Linked DNA regions of Sus scrofa: region 2 is linked to region 1. Evidence: chromatin contacts called from public Hi-C data. All regions are on one chromosome and are shown on one strand. The core of a region is the stretch at or near the end of the contact, and the rest is flanking DNA. Distances in the headings are between cores, read along the strand shown. Region 1 overlaps PRKCE (protein kinase C epsilon type). Region 2 overlaps PRKCE (protein kinase C epsilon type).

Region 1 (5,502 bases), core at 1,159-3,658:
AGTCTGCTTTAACTACTTGGAAAGATGGACCCCCCTCAGAACTACCAGCCAACAGCAGCAGCTTCGTGCCTGGACCGCCTGTTTCCATCAGTGTAGAAGAAGCAACCTCTCTAGCAACAGGAGTCTTTCATCCCAAAGAATTACCTCCTTATAATCGGTGACCGTTATCACCTTCTTGGCCAGAGCCAGCCAGGAAAGGCTGTCATGTCATCATAAAACCCCAGGGCTCAAGTAAACCTGAAAGGTTGTCAGGTCCATAACATCCATCATTTGGAGGAGTTCTCTGAGCTCCTCCAGTGCTTGTTTCAACTGCCCAATGACCAGGGGGTTACTCACTTCTGAGTAAGTGACTTTAGCTCCCCTGGTCCTTGGCCCCTCACTAGGCAAAACTGTGCCGGCTGACTCTGCCCTTCCCCTTCCCTTTTAAAACTCAATCATCCTTCCTTCCAGGCCCAGCAGAAGTCCTGCTTAGTCCTTCTATGACACCCTTTGATCCCTGCCACGGACCACCTTCCCTCCTTCCTCTTAACTGCGGCTCCGTCTAAACACCTGGCAGTGCCTCGTGTGACACAGTCCACACTATCTCCCAATCCAGGGACCAATTGCCCTAAGGCTGGAGACTATGTCTTTGCCTCACGAGTGCCCTCTTGTCACCTAATCTGTCAAAGACCACTCGGATGGTGCTGAGTGCGCAGAAGTTGCCTCAGCCACTAAGCTTCCGCTAAGCATGCAAGATGCCGACTTCCTGAGGCTCGGGTCTGATGCCAGCCCTCGGAGTGGGTTAAGTCGGACAGCAAGTGGACACTAGTGCTTCTCCAAGGGATTAACTGTGCTACGGCTTTCCCAGGGGAACAGGTGTTTGTTAAATTTTTACTTGCTGTAGGCTATTAAGCAAAAGGCACATTGTGTCCGAGATCACGTGGTGTGTATTTGGGTGTGAGAGTTGGGGGGAGCGTGGGAGTGTTCGTGTTTGTGAATGAATAAAAGTGGGAGTGAGGGTGTGAGTGAAGGGAGGGGCGATGCGCAAGTGATGTGTGTGTTAATATAAGCATGTGAGTGTGAGCATCAGCATGAGTGTGCACATGCTGCTGTGTGTGCAGCCTGTGTGTGCATAGCCCTGAACACACGTAATCACCTTCACTCTGGCTCTGATTAACAAGCTCTCTGCAGGAGTTCCTGTTATGGCTCAGTGGTAACAAACCTGACTAGTATCCATAAGGACACAGGTTTGACCCCTGGCCTCGTCCAGTGGGTTAAGGATCTGGTGTTGCTGTGAGCTGTGGTGTAGGTCCCAGACATGGCTTGGATCCCGCGTTGCTGTGGCTGTGGTATAGGTCGGCAGCCGTAGCTCCGATTCAACCCCTAGCCTGGGAATTTCCATACGCTGCAGGTGCAGCCCTAAAAAAAAAACCAAAAAACAAAAAAAGGCACTCTGCTTCTTCCATTCCTTGGACCTGGTTGGACTAAGCCAAAGGTCTTCAAATATTTTGGGCTGCAAATATCAGTAAAAACTTTTTGATAGATGGGTTTACTTTCTTATAAACATAGAGAATTGGCAATTCATATAACGAATATTAAAATGGCATGATGGAAGATACTGTGAGAAAAAGAATGTATATATATTCTGGGTCACTTCGCTGCACAGTAGAAATTGACAGAACACTGTAAACCAAATATAATGGAAAAAATAAATATTCAAAAGTTAAAAGTTGAAATTATTTTCTTGTCCTTAGGTAAGAGAGTAGATACGAATGGAAAGCCTATTGTTTGTTTCCCATTTCTCGGTGGCTCACCCAGCCTGGCCCAAGCGGTAGGCAAACACGACTTTGGAGGCCACGCCTCTCAACCCTAATGGCCCTTGATCCAGCTTCTCACCCCTTTCACAGACATGCAGGCTCAAGTGGCAGGGGTTGGGCTGGAAATGGGGTCTGTGCTTGTCTTCAAATGAGGACGGCCTCCAATCTGCAGTGCAGATGGCAGTTTCTAGGAGCCACTAAGTGAGGGATAGAAGGCAGCGGCCAGAGATGAGTTCTAAACATGAGTTCAGCTAAGCCAGGAGACTCTGGGGTTACACGGGGGCGAGGGGGGGTGTGTGCACGTGTTCCCTGAATGTACTTGCCAGCCGTTCACTGGCAGCCCAGCCTGGTGAGGGGATGGGTTACACCCACATCTCGGCAACAACAGCAGGTCCCCGCAATGATCTACGGCAAGCAGGACTCAAAAGTACACTAACTAACAGCCACTGGAGTCACTTAAGTAAAACACTTTTGTTTTTTGTCCTTGCATTTTCTCTTAATGACACAGGGTTGGAAATGTCTCCTTGAAAGCCTTTTGTAATCTACTGAAAGAGAGCGCTCTGATTCTACTCTCCAGGATTGTGGGCTATAAAATGATGACAGAGCTGTGGAAAGGTCAACTCCCAGGCATGACCACCTGACAGTAAGGCTGCTTATCGGGGAGTGTAAATAGTGACCCCGAGGAAGGCGACGCTGCTGGCTTTACACAAGCCTGTCTCCTGTCTGTCACTACTGGACCACTACCAAGATAAACTCGTCAGAGGTTTAATAATATTTTACATTTCTATCCAATTTCTCTTTCTCTAGATGCACCAACCTCCACTATGCCACTAAGGACTCACAGTGACCACAGGGAGCAGGTGCAGGGGAGTATGGTGCCGAGTGGTCTGTTTTTGTTTTTTACATATTTTCCAGGAGAAAAAATAACTTGGAAAGTGGCAGTCCTGCACCTCCTCCACCCTGGCGGGGTGCTCTGGGTTGGATCTCACTGGGGTTGGACGGGGTTGGAGCCAGTGGGGAATTAGCCTACTGCGCTGGATTCCTGAGTGCTGACTCGGCCACAGGACTCCGTGCGGGCAGAGAGCTCCAAGCCGCCTCTCCTGACTGGGAAGGAGCACCAGCCTCTGCCCTGGCTGTTCACAGTGTCGTCTATCGTGAAGGGGGCCAAGGTCCTTGAGATTGTACATGAGCGAGCAAGAAAACTGGTACTGTGTATATCTGCAAATACACACTTAGTTTAAGCAGATTTGTGCCTTTTTGCCTTTGTTCTGAAAGTTGCTGAGTAAGGCATGATACAGTGAATTCATGGTCAAATAATCAGGAAAAGGCAAAGTTTAGGCCAAAGAGAAGAGGTCCACAGAAAAGAATGAAGACGAGAGGCCAGAAAAGGTTTGCTCACTGAACAAAGAGTTTCTGGAAGGGCTGATGGGGCTGAGAAGGGTGGGATGTTAAAAGGGACCCAGAGGTCAAGTATAAAAACAATGCAGGAAATTCAGGACAGGGATAGGGTAGGAGGGAGAACGTGGGTTCACCCAACAGGGTCCTGAATTTTGCCTGTTTTCTCAGCGTCATCATGAATAGCATCACCTCTTACTCTCGGTTGTGTCCTTTCTTGGAAAATAAAATACTCATCCTGGTTCTCAAAAACCCACAAGATGCACTGAGTTGCCAGCCAACACCCCCTTCATCCAAGACATCCACACTGGCTTCTACAAATGTACAACCTCCACGTGGCTGAAAACTGGCAGCTACCATCAGAATAATGATGGACAACTAAGAGGAATTTTCCTAAAATCAAACCACCTAAAGGGGGAGGCCATCAGATTTTTAGCCCCTACCCCATAACGCCGTGGCTTAGGTCACCCCCAGGCAGAGAGAGATAGGAGGTCACAGGGTATTCTGCAGATGACCTTGGGGGTAGGTCAAGGAATACACCTGTGATAGGCCACCACCACCATCTATTAACCACCCCCCAAGGTGTATTTTTATTGAAGTACCATTACAAAGCTACACACAATGGCATTTTTTTTGCTTTTTAGGGCCACATCCACAACATATGGAAGTTCCCAGGCAAGGGGTCGAATTGGAGCTACAGCAGCCAGCCTACACCACAGCTGCAGCAACATGGGGTCCAAGCTGCATCTGCGTTCTACACCACAGCTCAGGACAATGTCAGATGGTTAACCCACTGAGCAAGGCCAGGGATCAAACTGGCAACCTCATGGTCACTAGTCGGATTTGCTTCCGCTGCACCACAAAAGGAACGCCCAACAATGGGAAAATTTTTAAAGAAGCAGGTTTTTAAAAATTGACAGAATTTGAATCTCTTCTTCCCAAAAGGGATTACGCTCTTCATCCCTCAGGGAGCACATCTCCTTTCTCAAGATCACTACCTAAAGGATCCATACGGGAAGGTCTAAGCATCTGCAGAATTCAAAATACAAGTGGTAGATGCCTTATATCCACACCAGGCCCTGGTCTCCATGCTGAAGATTTAACAACTCAGCCCCAGCAGGTGTTCAGCAAACACCTGCTGATGGAGCGTAGCCTGAGAGTGTAAAAGGGACAGGCAGAGCTATAGCTTTTGTCCCTGTCCCTTTCAATAAAAACATCCACAGTAAGAGGCTGTGGGTTGGCAGAAGTCTCCCAGAACTGGGAGGGGCCGTTCCTGACACCTACAGAAAACCTATGGACTCCAAAAATCATACCTTGAAATTCGGGTTGAACAAGACCTTATTAGAAGGTTTAACTGGTAATAGCAATACAAATGAAATTTAAAAGTCATAGCAATAGTACACCCGAAACTAACACAACACTGTTAATCAACTGTGCTTCAATTTTTATTTTTTATACTTCAATTTTTAAAATCTTTTAAAAGCTCACCTTAATACTCTAACAGTTGTGATTATAATAAACGCATATAATTTTCCATAAGCATCAACATATTCATTAAATTAACGATTCCAATTTAAATGGAGAACAGGAGGCGTTCCTGTCGTGGCTCAGTGGTTAACGAATCTGACTAGGAACCATGAGGTTGCGGGTTTGATCCCTGGCCTTGCTCAGTGGGTTAAGGATCCGGCGTTGCCATGGGCTATGGTGTAGGTCATAGATGCGGCTCGGATCCCGAGTTGCTGTGGCTGTGGTGTAGGCCGCAGCTACAGCTCCGATTCGACCCCTAGCCTGAAACCTCCACATGCTGCCGGTGATGCCCTAGAAAAAGGCAAAAAGACCAAAAGAATAAATAAACAAACATAAAAATAAATGGAGGAACAAATTTTGAAAAATAGCAATAAACAATCAAAGATTGTGCAAAATGTCTGCTTTTAACGTGGTACAGGGGCTTCAGGCTGCCGGCTGCAATCTCTGTCCATGGGGTAAGGAAAACCTGGTCGCATTTTCCAAGCCCGCCCACCATGGCCACATGGGGGCGCGCGAGTCAACACCTTGGTCTGGGCTTCCCGCGGGCTTCCTCTCGGTAAAGTAAGAAACCACTTTGGAGCAGGAGGAGGACGTCGGTGAGCAGGGAAGCGCTACAGCATGATTTTTGCTTGGCCCGCTGCCGCGGAGGCAGTGACTCAGGCCGACTGCCCCGGGTGTTTCAGAACTGTGTGGGTGCCAGCCCAAAAGGCTTCCCCTCACTTCCTAAGCACTTTCCCAGCACCGTGGCCTGGGGCACTGGTTACTGTTATTACACCCAGGGAGG
Region 2 (5,502 bases), core at 2,028-4,527, 260 kb after region 1:
AGCCACACGGGATCCAAGCCACATCTTTGACCTACACCACAGCTCAAGGCAACATTGGATCCTTAACCCACTGAGCAAGGCCAGGGATCAAACCCACATCCTCATGGATACTAGCTTGGTTCATTACCACTGAGCCGCAACAGCAACTCCTCAAGTCTCTGCTTAAGTGTCACCTTCTCCCAAAAGCCTCCCCTACCCCATGCAGCTAGTTCAGAACCCCTTTGAAGTGCCCCCATGGCATACATCCCAGCACTTCTCATACAATGTAACGGTCCATTTGCCTGTCTGTCCCCCACATTGAGTAGAAGCCCCCTGAGGTCAGGGTGCACAGAACGCTCATGACCCCAGTTCTATCCCCAGGGCCTAGCTTGATGTCTGGTACATGGCAGGGGCTCCCTAATGATCTGTTGGACGAATGCATGAATGATCTAGAAATTGGGAAGAAAAAAGGAAAGAAAGGAGATGCCTGCACCTCCCTCCAACCACCGGCAGTCACTGACCACAGAAGGATGAGCGTGTGCTATCTTTGCTCATAGGCCTCCTTGGAACCTGGGCTGAGCTTTTCACTACCCTCTTCATCACAACCACCTTTCTTCGCAGTGGAACAAAGTGTGTGTCTGGTAGAGAATGCAAGACGTGATGGTATCTGCACCCACTGGCGCCACTTCCTGGCCTTCCTTTGGTGGGTGGGTCACAATTTACTTCAAGCAGAACTGTCCTTCTCTTGATCATCCTCCAACCTTGAACTGAGTTTTCCTCTTAAGGTAAAAAGAGAGTCTTTACGAACATCACTCTGAACCACACATGTGCATACAGAACAAAGAAGGGGCTCTGTATCCTTTAAGGAATTACCAGAATGTCTTAAATGGTTTTGCTGCACTGGCTTTGGTTCTTAAAAATCACCTTCACAGAGCAACATCTCAATCACCAGAATACTTGCCTTGTGAGCAAACAATGACCAAAACACAGGCTGCTGGGGGACCCTGCCCAGGGGAGTTTTGGAACATGGATAGGGCTGAACAGCCAGCAGAGAAACAAGGGTAGGGGGCAAAGGGGGTGTCCTGAGATTGGGGATGATTCTGGTAATAATCCCCTCCAGTGAAGCTGTCTTGGGGTTCCCTGGACTTCCCATGGTCCAGAAGACCTCCCCACTCCAGCAGTAAATAACTGCTCCCCTCCGCCACCCCCACCCCCCAAGAAATCAACAACTGGCATCCATTAACCACCAGGATCATAGAGTCAGGGCACAAAATCAATGAGGAGAGGCTAAAGCTTCTCATGTCAGAGCCTGGAGTGGAGGCAGTGACTTTGAGGAAAGAAGCAAAATGCTGAGATGCTTTCATTTCCACCATCGGAGTTTGCCCCCTCCCCTGCCCCACATCCTGCCAGCTGGCAGCTTCCTGGTGGATGGGGGCCTCCCATCTGGGACCCTCTGCCAGCACCTGGTGATTTTCCAGTGGTGCTGGCTAACAAGCAGAGACCTGAAAGCTTCTGGCATGACCTTCAGCCCAGCCCCTCCCCAGCCTCCCCTCCTCCCAACCTCAGATGATGAAAGATAAGCGGGCCCAGTAGACCAGCTTGCTGAAAAGGAACAAGCTCGGAGGGAAATAAGGGGTGAGCAAACGAGGAAATGCACCACTGAATTTCCCCAAACCACATGGACCTTAAAACTTGTCAGACCGGTTTAAAATTAGCCAATACCCAGGAGAATTTATTAAATGCAACTGTTATGATTCATTTAGATTCACTGCGGTTCTGAAACAAGAAATGACAGTGACACAACTGTATTTATTCCCCCACACGGGTCACAATCCCCCCACAGCTCCTGAGTAAAAGATGGGATAAAGGCGTGAAAGCAAAGACAGAAAGAGCGGCATGTGTAGCCACTGCCAGAAAAGGAGAGCTGAGAAGAGTTGAAGGCTCAGGTTAAGATGATGCAGGGTTTGCTGGAGCTTCCTGGTTTGAGGAAACATTTTCTAGAAAGGAGACTGATTCACGTATGTCTGCAAAGTGCTTTCTCATGCTGGTCCTATTTGGTTTTGCAACCTACAACATTCTGGATGATTCTGTTGTCTGTGATTGACGATGAGGCCCAGCCCCAGGGTCTTCCCCCCTTCTCCCTGGTCAGCCAACCTCAGAAACGTCCATGCCACCTCGCCCGGTCCCTCCCTTCTCTCACATTTAATGAGCCTCCAATTGGAATCAGGTGTATGGATGACCTGGGGAATTCTTTGCCTCGTTGAGGCAAATGTAAATGAAGATACAGGATCTGTAACAGGCATAACCCAAATACAAAAATCCTGCTGTCAAAAACAATCACTTTTCTCACCCGATTCCCAAAGAGTTCAACCACCTGCTTCCCTCTGCCTTCTGGTTCATCAGGACGAGGCCCAGAATTCTCCAGAACTCCTCGGGGGCACCAGAGGAGGAGTTTCTACAGACGAAGTTCAAGTCTCCCAACCCTCCTCTCCCGGAGGCAGTGCCTCCCTCCTTTCAGGAAGCGATCCCTTTTCCATTTGACTTTCCATAAAGAAGCTGGCGTTTTATTTTTCCTTGGCTTCCAATCTCTGCTTTGGACAGTGCCGTAAAATTCCTCAGTGATTTATGGCCTGTTTTTCCTTTAAAGTGGAAAAGCACTAATCCCTCACAGACAGGGGAGAACAGCGTTTCAAATGTGAGGTAATCTAGAAATCCGTCCATTCAGCATAGATGAGTTGGGGCCTGACACATTGCTGAAGGTTTATGTGGAGACCCTAGCCCTTGACGTGGGCTCAGTAATACCCTGGTCGCAAGTCAGTACCTGGTTTGAAAGATTCTTCTTGGCCAAAAAGCTCATTGTCACCTGTCCCTGACATCTGAAAATTCCAGAGGTAGAGATGCCGCCCTCTGGGTGAAGGATTGCTTCCTCTCCAGCCTGTATAACTCATTATGTATCTATACCCCAGTGTAGATGAGTTTATCAGCAAAGAGGAACCCAGGAACCCTGACTGGGCCCCAGGCTAGGAGAGGCCCTCAAGGACACCAGAACTTGAAATCAATCCTTGCCTCCCTCACATTTTTTTTTTACTGTCAGTCAGCCCACACAATCACATGCAGATCTTTGCATGTAGCTTTTTCCCAAACACAAGGAAATGAAATATTAAAATGTGCCTCCACAATAGAGTCGATTGGTAGCAATAACCCAGAAACAAATGATTTCTAAAGCAAAGGAGCAAGAATATTAACTGTACTTGGATGATATTCAGCCTGACCTGATTCAGAAAAGAGAAGAAACCATGGGCCTCTGACCTCAGCCCGTGTAATTCTATATGAACCATCTCGGGAATCATAACATTAGCTTGGGACTGCTTTATAAATGTCACTGGCTAAAGACAAAACAAGAGGAGCTACTAAAATATCATTTAGAAAATCCTGCTAATGAGAGCCCTGTTTGCACTCCGCTTTTTCATATAAAAACTATTGTTCAACCTCAGCTTCTCTCCCAACTTTGAGGTCAGATACCTTCAAATAATACTTGGATCCAATTTTTAAAAACCAAGGTTTAATGGTTCATCGTTAAGCTTAACGATAAAAAGATTAACAAAAACCAATAATGATCCCTTACTGCTCCTCGCAGTAGTCTCCCTTGGTCAACGGCCCCAAATAGGAAGTATTTCCTTTAAATAATAGGGGCCAGATTCTCTGACAGTACTTCCTAAAAGAGTTCAAGAGATGAGAGCTGTCCCCAAAACAATGTTGCATTTTGTTTGGGAACACTATTCACTCAATGGACAATGGAAATCAGTATATTAAAGGTTCTGAGAAGTTCTGCAACAAATGTTTAGCTTCATTTAATCCATTGTTTGCCAAATATACCTGATTATGGCATACTTTTTTTTTTTTTTTGAGTATATATGATCTACTAACTTATTTTACTCTGCGGAATACATTTTGGGAAACCCTACTCCAACTTGAAAGGAAGGATCTTGTCAGTACAGTAGGGTGAATTATGAAGTAAATGCATCCTGACCTGCTAGAGAATTCTGGAAGTGAGGGGAACAAAAAGAGGACTCATCTTTTTAAAATAACCCCTCATCATGGTTTTTACCATCTTCTTGACATGTAAAGCCCAACCCCCAGGAGACAGGCAAAAGTTATCTCACTAAATAGAGAAGTGTCAACTTTTGTCAGCCCCAAGTGTGGTCTGATCATCTGCCCCAACCTCAGTTAAGTAGCTGAAGAGCAAATTGAAAATATAACTAAATAAATCAGGCTCCCTTATGAAAAGTTCTAGACACATGGTAATGGCATTAGCTTATGACCAATAAACCAGACGATGGATAATGACGGATGATGGAAGCCTGGTAGATGGATGATGCTTGGATCCAATGTGGCAGAGCTATACAAGCACATTAAGAGGAATCAGGAAACCTGTTTTCTCATATTTTCCCAAAGAGTTTTTACTTTGATCAAGTCGTTGAAGTTCGGAGCTCTTATAGTTTTCCATCAGTACATGAAGATTAAGTGAGTATCTGTTATTTTTTTAATTAAAAAAAAATTTTTGCTTGTCTTTTGTCTTTTCAGGGCTGCACCTGAGGCATATGGAAGTTCCCAGGCCAGAGGTCTAATCGGAGCTGTAGCTGCCAACCTACACCACAGCTCATGGCAACACAGGATCCTTAACCCACTGAGCAAGGCCAGGGATCGAACCTGCAACCTCATGGTTCCTAGTCCGATTCGTTAATCACTGAGCCACAATGGGAACTCCCCTGAATATCTGTTATTAAATAGCACTTTTTACATTCTTTCAGCTAGAGAGAAAATGTTGATTCATTTGAATGCCTTTTGAATAGAGCTTAAATGTACAAATATACAATGTTACTAAATGTAAAATGGTATTGATAGCAATACCTTCCCGACCAGGCCTTGGGCACCCTGGGTCATTGTGTTTGGAAGAGGACATACTTGTGCATATGCAGTAAATAGCCTTGTCCTAAAAACCAAGAGAGCCAGGTGCTCATTCAGCCACCCCAGCCTCCAATTCATCAATGAACTTTCTGAGTCTTGTCCTCAAACGTCAAATGAAGAGGGAGAACATGGATAAACAACAAGATCCTACCATACAGCACAGGGCCCTACATTCAAAATCCTGTGATAAACCCTCATGGAAAAGAATATTTAAAAAAAGATATATATATATATATATATATGCATAACTGAATCACTTTGCTGTAGAGCAAATATCAACACATTGTAAATTAACTATATTTCAATAAATTTAAAATGTGTTTGAAAAGAGGGAGAATATGTACTTATCACCATACTGGTTGGGTGGGAGAATCAAGAGAAAAAGCACAGATTTTTGAATAAATGTATTAACCTTGTGTAGTGCCATGAGAGGTGCGGTCAAAACACATTATTTTCCGAAGACCCCACATTCCTGATCCAATGCAAAACTGTCCTGTGCTGGCTGAAGTAGCTAGGGCTGGAGAAACCCACCATATATCACAGGGCACAAACTGA

What was found. A called contact is a pair of places that touch in the nucleus more often than the background predicts.
Region 2: a Hi-C map of skeletal muscle shows a contact between it and region 1, with 4 times the contacts expected there. The contact joins two enhancer-like sites. A contact is called at or near these places in 1 of 47 Hi-C or Micro-C datasets (skeletal muscle) and 1 of 2 datasets of contacts at active chromatin or transcription factors (alveolar macrophages).

What each region holds. Positions count from the first base shown.
Region 1 is chr3:94,572,908-94,578,409 of Sscrofa11.1, forward strand. All of the region lies in intron 3 of PRKCE (protein kinase C epsilon type), which reads right to left. Among named protein-coding and RNA genes, the nearest start is that of PRKCE, 290 kb to the right of the region's middle. Within about 2 kb of position 2,409, at least 36 of the 83 cell types and tissues checked have an H3K27ac peak or open chromatin away from gene starts, as enhancers often do. A contact at or near this core is called in skeletal muscle, where this site is marked.
Region 2 is chr3:94,836,479-94,841,980 of Sscrofa11.1, forward strand. The region is part of intron 2 of PRKCE (protein kinase C epsilon type); the gene reads right to left. Among named protein-coding and RNA genes, the nearest start is that of PRKCE, 25 kb to the right of the region's middle. Within about 2 kb of position 3,278, at least 16 of the 83 cell types and tissues checked have an H3K27ac peak or open chromatin away from gene starts, as enhancers often do. A contact at or near this core is called in skeletal muscle, where this site is marked.